2 separate regions of the Ovis aries genome follow, and region 2 is linked to region 1. A link is a contact called in public Hi-C data. All regions are on one chromosome and are shown on one strand. The core of a region is the stretch at or near the end of the contact, and the rest is flanking DNA. Distances in the headings are between cores, read along the strand shown.

The links. Hi-C and Micro-C count contacts between places; a contact is called where the count stands out from the background.
Region 2: a contact with region 1 is called in a Hi-C map of liver, with 2.5 times the contacts expected there. The contact joins two enhancer-like sites. A contact is called at or near these places in 10 of 16 Hi-C or Micro-C datasets (blood, hypothalamus, liver and 4 more).

The regions. Positions count from the first base shown.
Region 1 is chr23:38,126,523-38,130,989 of ARS-UI_Ramb_v3.0, forward strand. All of the region lies in intron 7 of DLGAP1 (DLG associated protein 1), which reads right to left. The region is part of intron 1 of LOC105604469 (a long non-coding RNA gene); the gene reads left to right. Among named protein-coding and RNA genes, the nearest start is that of TGIF1, 120 kb to the left of the region's middle. Within about 2 kb of position 2,424, at least 26 of the 54 cell types and tissues checked have an H3K27ac peak or open chromatin away from gene starts, as enhancers often do.
Region 2 is chr23:38,160,699-38,164,780 of ARS-UI_Ramb_v3.0, forward strand. All of the region lies in intron 7 of DLGAP1 (DLG associated protein 1), which reads right to left. Among named protein-coding and RNA genes, the nearest start is that of TGIF1, 150 kb to the left of the region's middle. Within about 2 kb of position 1,958, at least 12 of the 54 cell types and tissues checked have an H3K27ac peak or open chromatin away from gene starts, as enhancers often do.

The DNA.
Region 1 (4,467 bases), core at 1,174-3,673:
GAACCTCTGAAGGCTTCTAGTGGCTCAGTAGTAAAGAATCCACCTGTCAGTGCAAGAGACACAGGAGACTCAGGTTTGATCCTTGGGTCGGAAAGATCCCCTGGAGAAGGAAATGGAGAATTCCATTAACAGAGAAGCCTGGCGGGCTATAGCCCATGGGGTTGCAGAGTCACTGAAGGATGGTGGCCACGACTTCAGGTGCCTCGGGCATCAGAGCCTCCTTCTCCCAGGCTTGTCTGGCCCTGGATAGAACTCTGTCCCAGTCCGGCCCAGGAGGAGAGTGGTAGATGGGTAGTGACTGGGCGGTGGTGGGCTTGCCCTGGTGGGCGGGCAAGGTTTCTATATCTTAAAGGAAAAGAGGAATCGAAGATCAAATTCAATAATACGTCTAACAATCTCTCTCTTTCCTTCACCGTGTGGAGTTCTGGATGTTTGTTGGTTTGTCACTGTGTGTTTTCACATGCTGTCCTTAGAAACATCTTTTTTTTAAAAATAATGGTAATAGATGCTAAGTCGCTTCAGTCATGTCCCATTCTTTATGACCCCATGGACTGTACCCGCGGGGCTTCTCTGTCCACGAGATTCTCCAGGCGAGAATACTGGAGTGGGTTGCCATTCCCTTCTCCAGGGGATCTTCCCGACCCAGGAATCGAACCCTCGTCTCCTGCATTGGCAGGAGGGTTCTTTACCATTAGCGCCACCTGGGAAGGGGGACTAATAGCGGCTTTTAACTGGCATCTTTCTACAGTGCGGAATGTTATCTTCATATTTTCACTTTCATGCATTGGAGGAAATGGCAACCCACTCCAGTGTTTTGGCCTGGAGAATCCCAGGGACGGGGGAGCCTGGCGGGCTGCTGTCTGTGGGGTCCCACAGAGTTGGACACGACTGAAGCGACTTAGCAGCAGCAGCAGTAGTCTGATGTGTCCTTGGAGATAAACACTTCGTATCTGCAAGACTGTGTGTCTTCTGTATGTGTTTTGAGTCATCCCTTCCATCATTCTCTTCCCCATTCTCACCCCCTACCCTCAGCTGTGATCTGACTTCAGGGGAAAAGAGATAGAAGTAACATTCTTCTCGGCCCACCCTAATGTGTCCTGACAGGACAGTGGTTCTGCGCTAAGTCCAGGCTGGGTGCAGCGCTCACCTGATACAACTCAGGAGTCGCCACAACTGAACGACTAAGCACAGCACAGCACAGCTCAGGACACTTGTCTAAAAGTTTATCTGCAAGAGCATTCCTCGTTCACTAAAGCTCTACCCAGGACACAGTCGGAAAATCGTCTTCAAAACAGAAGCTTTTATCCCACATTTCCAACCCAAGAGATAACCCAGAGAATCCATGTAAAACAAGCTTGATTTAAGAGTAAACCAATGTGTGTCAGTGAACTGAAAACAGAAGTACATAAAGCACTAATTTTTAAAAAAATCTAAAACAAGGGTACAGGCACATGTATAGCAGTCCCTTCAACTCTTCACCTGAAACTATCCCAGCAGTGTTAATCGGCCATCCTTCAATACGAGTAAAAAGGGTTTTTTTTTTTTAATCTTAAAAAAGTAAATAAAAGAAGCCCTGAACTGTCTCCTGGTGTAACCTTGGCTAGTAAAAGTGATTCATTTTGATTCTTTTGGATTTCTACTATCATAGGGGAAGGGTTTTATTAATCAACTCTTTGAAAAAAGCAACTATGCCCACTGCAAAGCTACCAAATGAGAATTCTAAACTATTCTGTGGGTTGTTCGTTTGGGGCCGTGGTTAGAATGTCAAGCTCCTGTTATGGGATTGGCTGGCAGTTGCAATTTACACCATTCATCCGTAAGTGGCTGAAGTGCAGGAATGCGGAAACTGGAGGAAACCACCAGCGCTGGTCTTTGGATCAAAATTAACTACCAATAATGAGTTAGGAAATTGATCCCAGTGAAGGGAAAGCATCTTAATGGCCACCGCTCAAAGGTTCAGCCCCTTTCAGTTGCTGATAACCTTGTCACGTCTCCAGATAAAAGGCAGCCTTGTCACCCCCAGGCACCTGGCTGTGAGGTAATAAAACGGTTACCTTATCTTCTAAGGGTGGGGTTAGTCCAACCTCAGCCCAAAGTAATTACAGTAAACTGAAATTGCCTGTCATTTACAAAAAAGGGGGAGGGAAAGGCCTAAATCGGAGGAGATGGTTGTCTCACCCTCCCTGGATTTTAAAAAAAGGAAGGAACAAAACAGCCAAAAGTCTTCCAGGGAGTTGAGAAAAACAGCCCGGTGTGGCTGCCGGCTCCTGGGGGGTCAGGATGGCTGCCGGCTCAGGTCCCCGTGACGACCTGAAAAAGAGGCTCAAGCTGATGAAAATCCGAGCAATCTTCTTAGGAGCCGTCCTTTCTAAATGTAAATGCCTGAGAGACAGAGCCCTGCCAGGGACGGGAGGAAGTCTCAGCCACACCGAGTGACTCATCCAGCACTGTTAGCTCCGGCAGTCGGATAAAAAGTTCCAGGGAAAGCAGCAACAAATCTACTTTAAATACTAGCACAGAAAGGAAATTCCTCTCTTTCAGGCCGAATGCTGTCCACACAAAAGAGCTCCTGTCGACATCTCATTTACAGTGCCCCCCAGGACACCGACAGGACCATTTCAATAAACCCGGCTCAGAAACACCTATTGTTCAAAATCTTCAACTAGCCACAGGCTACCACCCCTCCCTATTGTTTTGTAAAAGAAAAGATTTAGAAGGAGCCAGATTGGGACTCTGGAAAGCTCTGAAAAGGGGAAGGAAAAAAAGCCCCTTTGACCTGATGCTGTCGGAGAGCGTGCGTGAAGAATAAAGTTAATGGATTTTCAGTTTTTACAAGAAGTGCATAAGCAACGCCTGCTCCCTTCCTGAATTAGCGATCGGGGGTTCTAAAAGTGGTGCCAACTTTGTAAAGCAGTTAGCTCCTGCCAACGGTCTGCTACATGAAAAGTCAGAGGCTATACTTACCCTGTTCTCAGTCTTAGAAAAGCTGGTGTCAGCCACAGCAAAGAACCAGGTGAGACTTTGATCTGGGATATTTCCTGGGGATGTGAGCTTGCCTGTTCTTTCTAAGTAGGATTTTGAGGCTCACTGCAGAGCCCCCCCCCCACCCCCGCCCCGAGGAATGATTTATTCCTTTTCAGTGCCACCATTTTGCTCCCTCTTTTAGTAAAACGTGACCATTTTCTGGAGTTACATAATTTAATCTTTAGATGGTTTTTCTTCAGATAGAACGCAAATGATTTTCTTTAGGTAGACCTCAAATGAAGGGCTACACTTGTATTGACCAAACAAAATGGGCTTTTTTTTTTTTTTTTTCAAACACCTAGTATCTTTACCCTCCAGGTAGATTCTTCAAGTTAACATACCCCCTCTTAGCCAGACACATTTTCATACCAAGTTCAAGCCACAACCTCTTAATTCCTTTGGGTCCTAACCCTCTTCTCTCTTAAATCCTTCTGGAATCTTCCCACCTCCTACAATCCTCCTTTCTGCTTTCCTGGATCCTGTTATCTCCTCTCTGGAGGATGACAGCCAAAATTCCTGCCTCGAGGTGCCTCAGACTACCAGGTGTGACTTATTAATGGGTCATGAGTCAATTGAGGTGGGTCCTGCAGTTTCACCATTAAAAAAAGAAAAGAAAAAACGGAGTGGATTAGAAAACTTAAGAGTGTATCAAACAAAGGCAGTTTTGTGGCGCTTGTTTTGATGTGTGTCCCCAGGTCTGGGTACCTCCTGGGTTAGCATGTAAAATGTATCTTGTTTGTCCAAAGAGCTTGAGAAATATTTTTTTCTAAACAGTCTCACTGAGTCTGTCTGGTCCTCGCCTCCAAACTACTGTACACACTCCGAGCAGCTGCGGGAGATTCTGAATGTATCCAGCTGACAGTTCTGCCCTCGGGATAAAGACCAGCGTCCAGGGCTTTGGAGATTCCGAATTACTTAGTTTCTCATCTTTAAGGTCTCAGAACTCCACATCCTCTTGACAGCTTTTACCTTTGGATGTTCGAGCCATCGAGCTCCCTGGCCTCTGCAGATGGAATTTCCCTGCAGGAACTTGCTGCTCTCTTTCCCCTTCATGTACCAGCTGGGGTGTCACCTCTTCCAGGAAGGCTTCCCGAAGCCCTCCTAAATGCCTTCTCTTAGTTCTCATAAGAACACTTCAGTTTTTATCTGACAGAGCCCTTGCTGCGTCATGATTATCTTCAGTTCTTTACTGGACTTCAGGTTCCCAGGGGTGTCCCGTAAATATTTGGAGGGGTAAATATTGTGCATGGAGTGTGTCACATCTTAGCTCACATTTTTTTCCTACAAACTCATTTGGATAGTTATTATAAAGTATACTAGCTATCTCTCAAGGCCTTAGTTTTCATTCTTTGACTGAAGTCTCTTGTTCATTTTCTCTTGAAACACAACCCAATTAATTTCTAAATTCACTGGACTCCTTTTAAAAATCAAAATGTTAATAAA
Region 2 (4,082 bases), core at 708-3,207, 34 kb after region 1:
CTATGCTGCATACCCACTATATATATTTTTTTAACGAGAGTTTAGTAGGGCTCCGATAAACTGCCAACATCCGTTGGATCATCAAAAAAGCTAGAGAATTCCAGAAAAACATCTACTTCTGTTTTACTGACTATGCCAAAGCCTTTGACTGTGTGGATCACAACAAACTGGAAAATTCTTAAAGAGATGGGTCAGACCACCTGACCTGTCTCCTGAGAAATCTGTATTCAGGTCAAGAAGCAACAGTTAGAACTGGACATGGAACAACAGACTGGTTCCAAATCTGGAAAGGAGTATGTCAAAGCTGTATACTGTTACCCTGCTTATTTAACTTATATGCAGAGTACATCATGAGAAATGCTGGGCTGGAAGAAGCACAGGCTGGAATCAAGATTGCCAGAGGAAATATCAATAACCTCAGATATGCAGATGACACTACACTTAGGGCAGAAAGTGAAGAGGAATTAAAAAGCCTCTTGATGAACGTGAAAGAGGAGAGTGAAAAAGTTGGCTTAAAGCTCAACATTCAGAAAACGAAGATCATGGCATCTGGTCCCATCACTTCATGGCAAATAGGTGGTGAAACAATGGAAACAGTGACAGACTTTATTTTGGGGGGCTCCAAAATCACTGCAGATGGTGATTGCAGCCATGAAATTAAAAGACACTTGCTCCTTGGAATAAATATGACCAACCTAGACAGCATATTAAAAAGCAGAGACATTACTTTGCCAACAAAGGTCTGTCTAGTCAAGGCTATGGTTTTTCCAGTAGTCATGTATGGATGTGAGAGTTGGACTATAAAGAAAGCTAAGCGCTGAAGAATTGATGCTTTTGAACTGTGTTGTTGGAGAAGATTCTTGAGTCCCTTGGATTGCAAGGAGATCCAACCAGTCAATCCAAAAGGAAATCAGCCCTGAATATTCATTGGAAGGACTGATGCTGAAGTTGAAACTTCAGTACTTTGGTCACCTGATGTGAAGAACTGACATCAGAAAAGACCCTGATGCTGGGAAAGGCTGAAAGCCAGAGAAGGGGACGACAGAGGATGAGATGGCTGGATGGCATCACCGACTCAATGGACATGAGTTTGAGTGCGTTCTGGGAGTTGGTGATGGACAGGGAGCCTGGCGTGCTGCAGTCCATGGCGTCTCAAAGAGTAGGACACGACTGAGCGACAGAACTGAAAACTGAATCAGATTTCCACGTACACATACTATTCATAATATAATTTAAAAGAAAACACTTCCTAAATGGCAGGGCTACTATGTAGACAGACATATTCCTCATCATCTGAGCGGGTCCACAAACTCTGGGACGTCGCCCATGTCCACGGTTCTGATTTGTATCCCCATCCCTGCGCGCACAATACTGTACTTGTCCCTTTTGAACATGTAACAGATTAAAGAGCTGGGCAGGAGGCAGATGCAGAAACACCTTTGATCTCTCATCCTTGGGGGTTAAGGGAGGGCAGACACCTGGCGGCTGCTGAGCCGGAAACAAAACACAGGCGGGACTGGAATTACCTTCAAGGGAGCCGCAGCTCCGCGGAGGAGGCAGCTGGACGCCCCGCGTGGGCGCGAGGGGAGGAGGGCCAGTGTTGGGCTGAGGACGCTAGAGCCCCAGCGAGGTGAAATCCGGCTAGCCGGGGGCTGCTTACATTCCTTAGGCAGAGGATTGGGAAGATCAGGCAGCTGCATTGAGCAAAAAATTGAAGTCATTCTTTTGCAAATAGTATTGCAAAACGTTCAGCTGTGCGCAATTGCTGAAAGGCAATTTTGATGGCAATTCAGGAAGCTTTCAAAGAAAGGATGTTTTTCAACTTTTTTTTTTTTTCTCTCCTTAGCGAAACTCTCTTTATTAGGGATTTCACCTTTGCAACAGGATGCTGTGAAGGGTCTTAGCCAAAACAGGATCTGGAGCATTTCCTGCGATCTTTGGTGAAATCGCATTGCCCCCTGGCGTTTGCGTGCTGTTCTACAGCTTCACGCTGAAAGCCCAGAGAATGCCAATCAAGTCGTTCAAGGAGGCTGCTTCCAGTCTTTCCCGTGGTCCGAAAACATAGAGTGGTTTGACAAGACAAGGAATGAAAATTTAAAATTCAGATTCTTAGGACTTCCCTGGTGGTCCAGTGGCTAAGACTCTGTGCTTCTACTGCAGGAGGCCGGGGTTTGGTCCCTGGTCAGGGAACTAAATCCCACATGCTGCAATTAAGACCAGCGCAGCCAAACAAATAGCTAAATTAAAAAAAATAAAATTCAGATTCTTTTCTTCTGTACCCTCTGCAGCATCTTCTGAGATTTGCAAGTGGCTCTTGAAAGAAATTTATCAGATGATAATCCGCCCCTTTTTTTTTTTTTTTTTGGTATATAAGTTTTCATGGGAGTGACTGTTTCACACCCATTTTTTTCAGAACAAACTCAAACATCTCCTGTGTTGTAAAACCTTTCCTGGAATCTGCTCCCTGTTTTGTACAAACCTGAACTTTCCCACCATTCTGCCGTCATGTTTCTTTCTCTGATAGAGGAATCGAGGATTGCACCTGATTTGTTTGTATCCACCGTGACCAGCAAGGTGCCTGGCAGCCAGTATATGTCAACAAAAAGTGTGTTGTTTGTTGGTTGCATGTAACAATGCTGCTCACAAAAGGATCAACTACACTTCCTAATCAACAGCAACTGAATATCACTATGCCCGCAGAGTTGGAGGAAGGAGAACGGTCCTTGCACAGGCACAGTGTCCAATTATGGAGGAGAATGGTTAGAATAACCTAAGATTAGACTATCTCTACCTCTAATAAATGGCTTCCCTGGTGGTTCAGAGGGTAAAGCGTCTGCCTCCAATGCAGGAGACCCGGGTTCGATTCCTGGGTCGGGAAGATCCCCTGGAGAAGGAAATGACAATCCACTCCAATATTCTTGCCTGGAGACTCCCATGGACGGAGAAGCCTAGTAGGTTACAATCCACGGGGTTGCAAAGAGTCGGACACGACTGAGCGACTTCACCTTCACCTCTAATAATCTACAAAAAATCATTCAAACTTCTGTTTCTTCCCCCGACGAACCTCTGCTCTAGAAAGATCATGAGCATATTCATTGTCACCAATTTAATAACAAGCTTCTTGGGGCAGACATTTCTAGGAGTAAGTGCAGTTTCTGAATGATGTTCTTGAAGATGCGGAGGCATGTTGACTGAGGCCATTGTCTGTCCCTGAACTGAGTGACAATGAACAGATCTGGGGTCTAGGGCAGGTTATGGGTATTGAGGGGCAGTCTATTTAAAGGAATAGGAACTGTGAATCAAGGGTGCCTCTACTTGAGTATGATGTGTACACAGATGTCCCCTTAGGGCAGAGAAATGGTCAGATCTGAAGATTCTATTATATTAGGATGGGTGGGGAGGATGATGCTATTAGCAAGACTGCTTTTTAGGTTATAATATTGTCATATTAATACTAATCCATAAAAGCTCCTTGAAGTCATTTATTATGCTTTTATTTAGTTAAAAAAATTTCAAGGAAGGAAGCCCTTGTAACAGAGGCACAATTCATGGTTGTTAAAAGCTTTTTTTTTTTTTTTTTTTAATTATTACATGCTAGTGACTTTACTTTTTATTGGTTTTGGCCTCACTCTGAAGCTTGCAAGATCCCCTGACCAGGGATAGAACCCAGCTCCCCCATCCAGTGGAAACGTGGAGTCCTTACCACTGGACTGCCAGGGAATTCCCAAGAGCTGGAATTTTGAATAGGTACAAATATTGACTGGGTCACTGACCAGCCACTTGACCTGGGAAAAGCCTCTAAACTTTTCTGTGTCTCAGTTTCCTCAATGATCGAAACGAGGCTGGTGCTGGTAAACATCTCTAGTGTTTACTGCTGAGGAGGACCATGTGAATTTCCCATTATGAGCAGCTAAGGGGAGATTAAAAAAAAAATTCTTACTGTTGAAGAAATCCATTCTATGAGACATCATTCATGCCCTACTCTTTGCGGCCCTGTGGACTCTAGCCCACCAGGCTCTTCCCTCCATGGTATTCTTGCAGACAAGAAGACAGGAGTGGGTAGTCTTTCGTTTCTCCAGAGG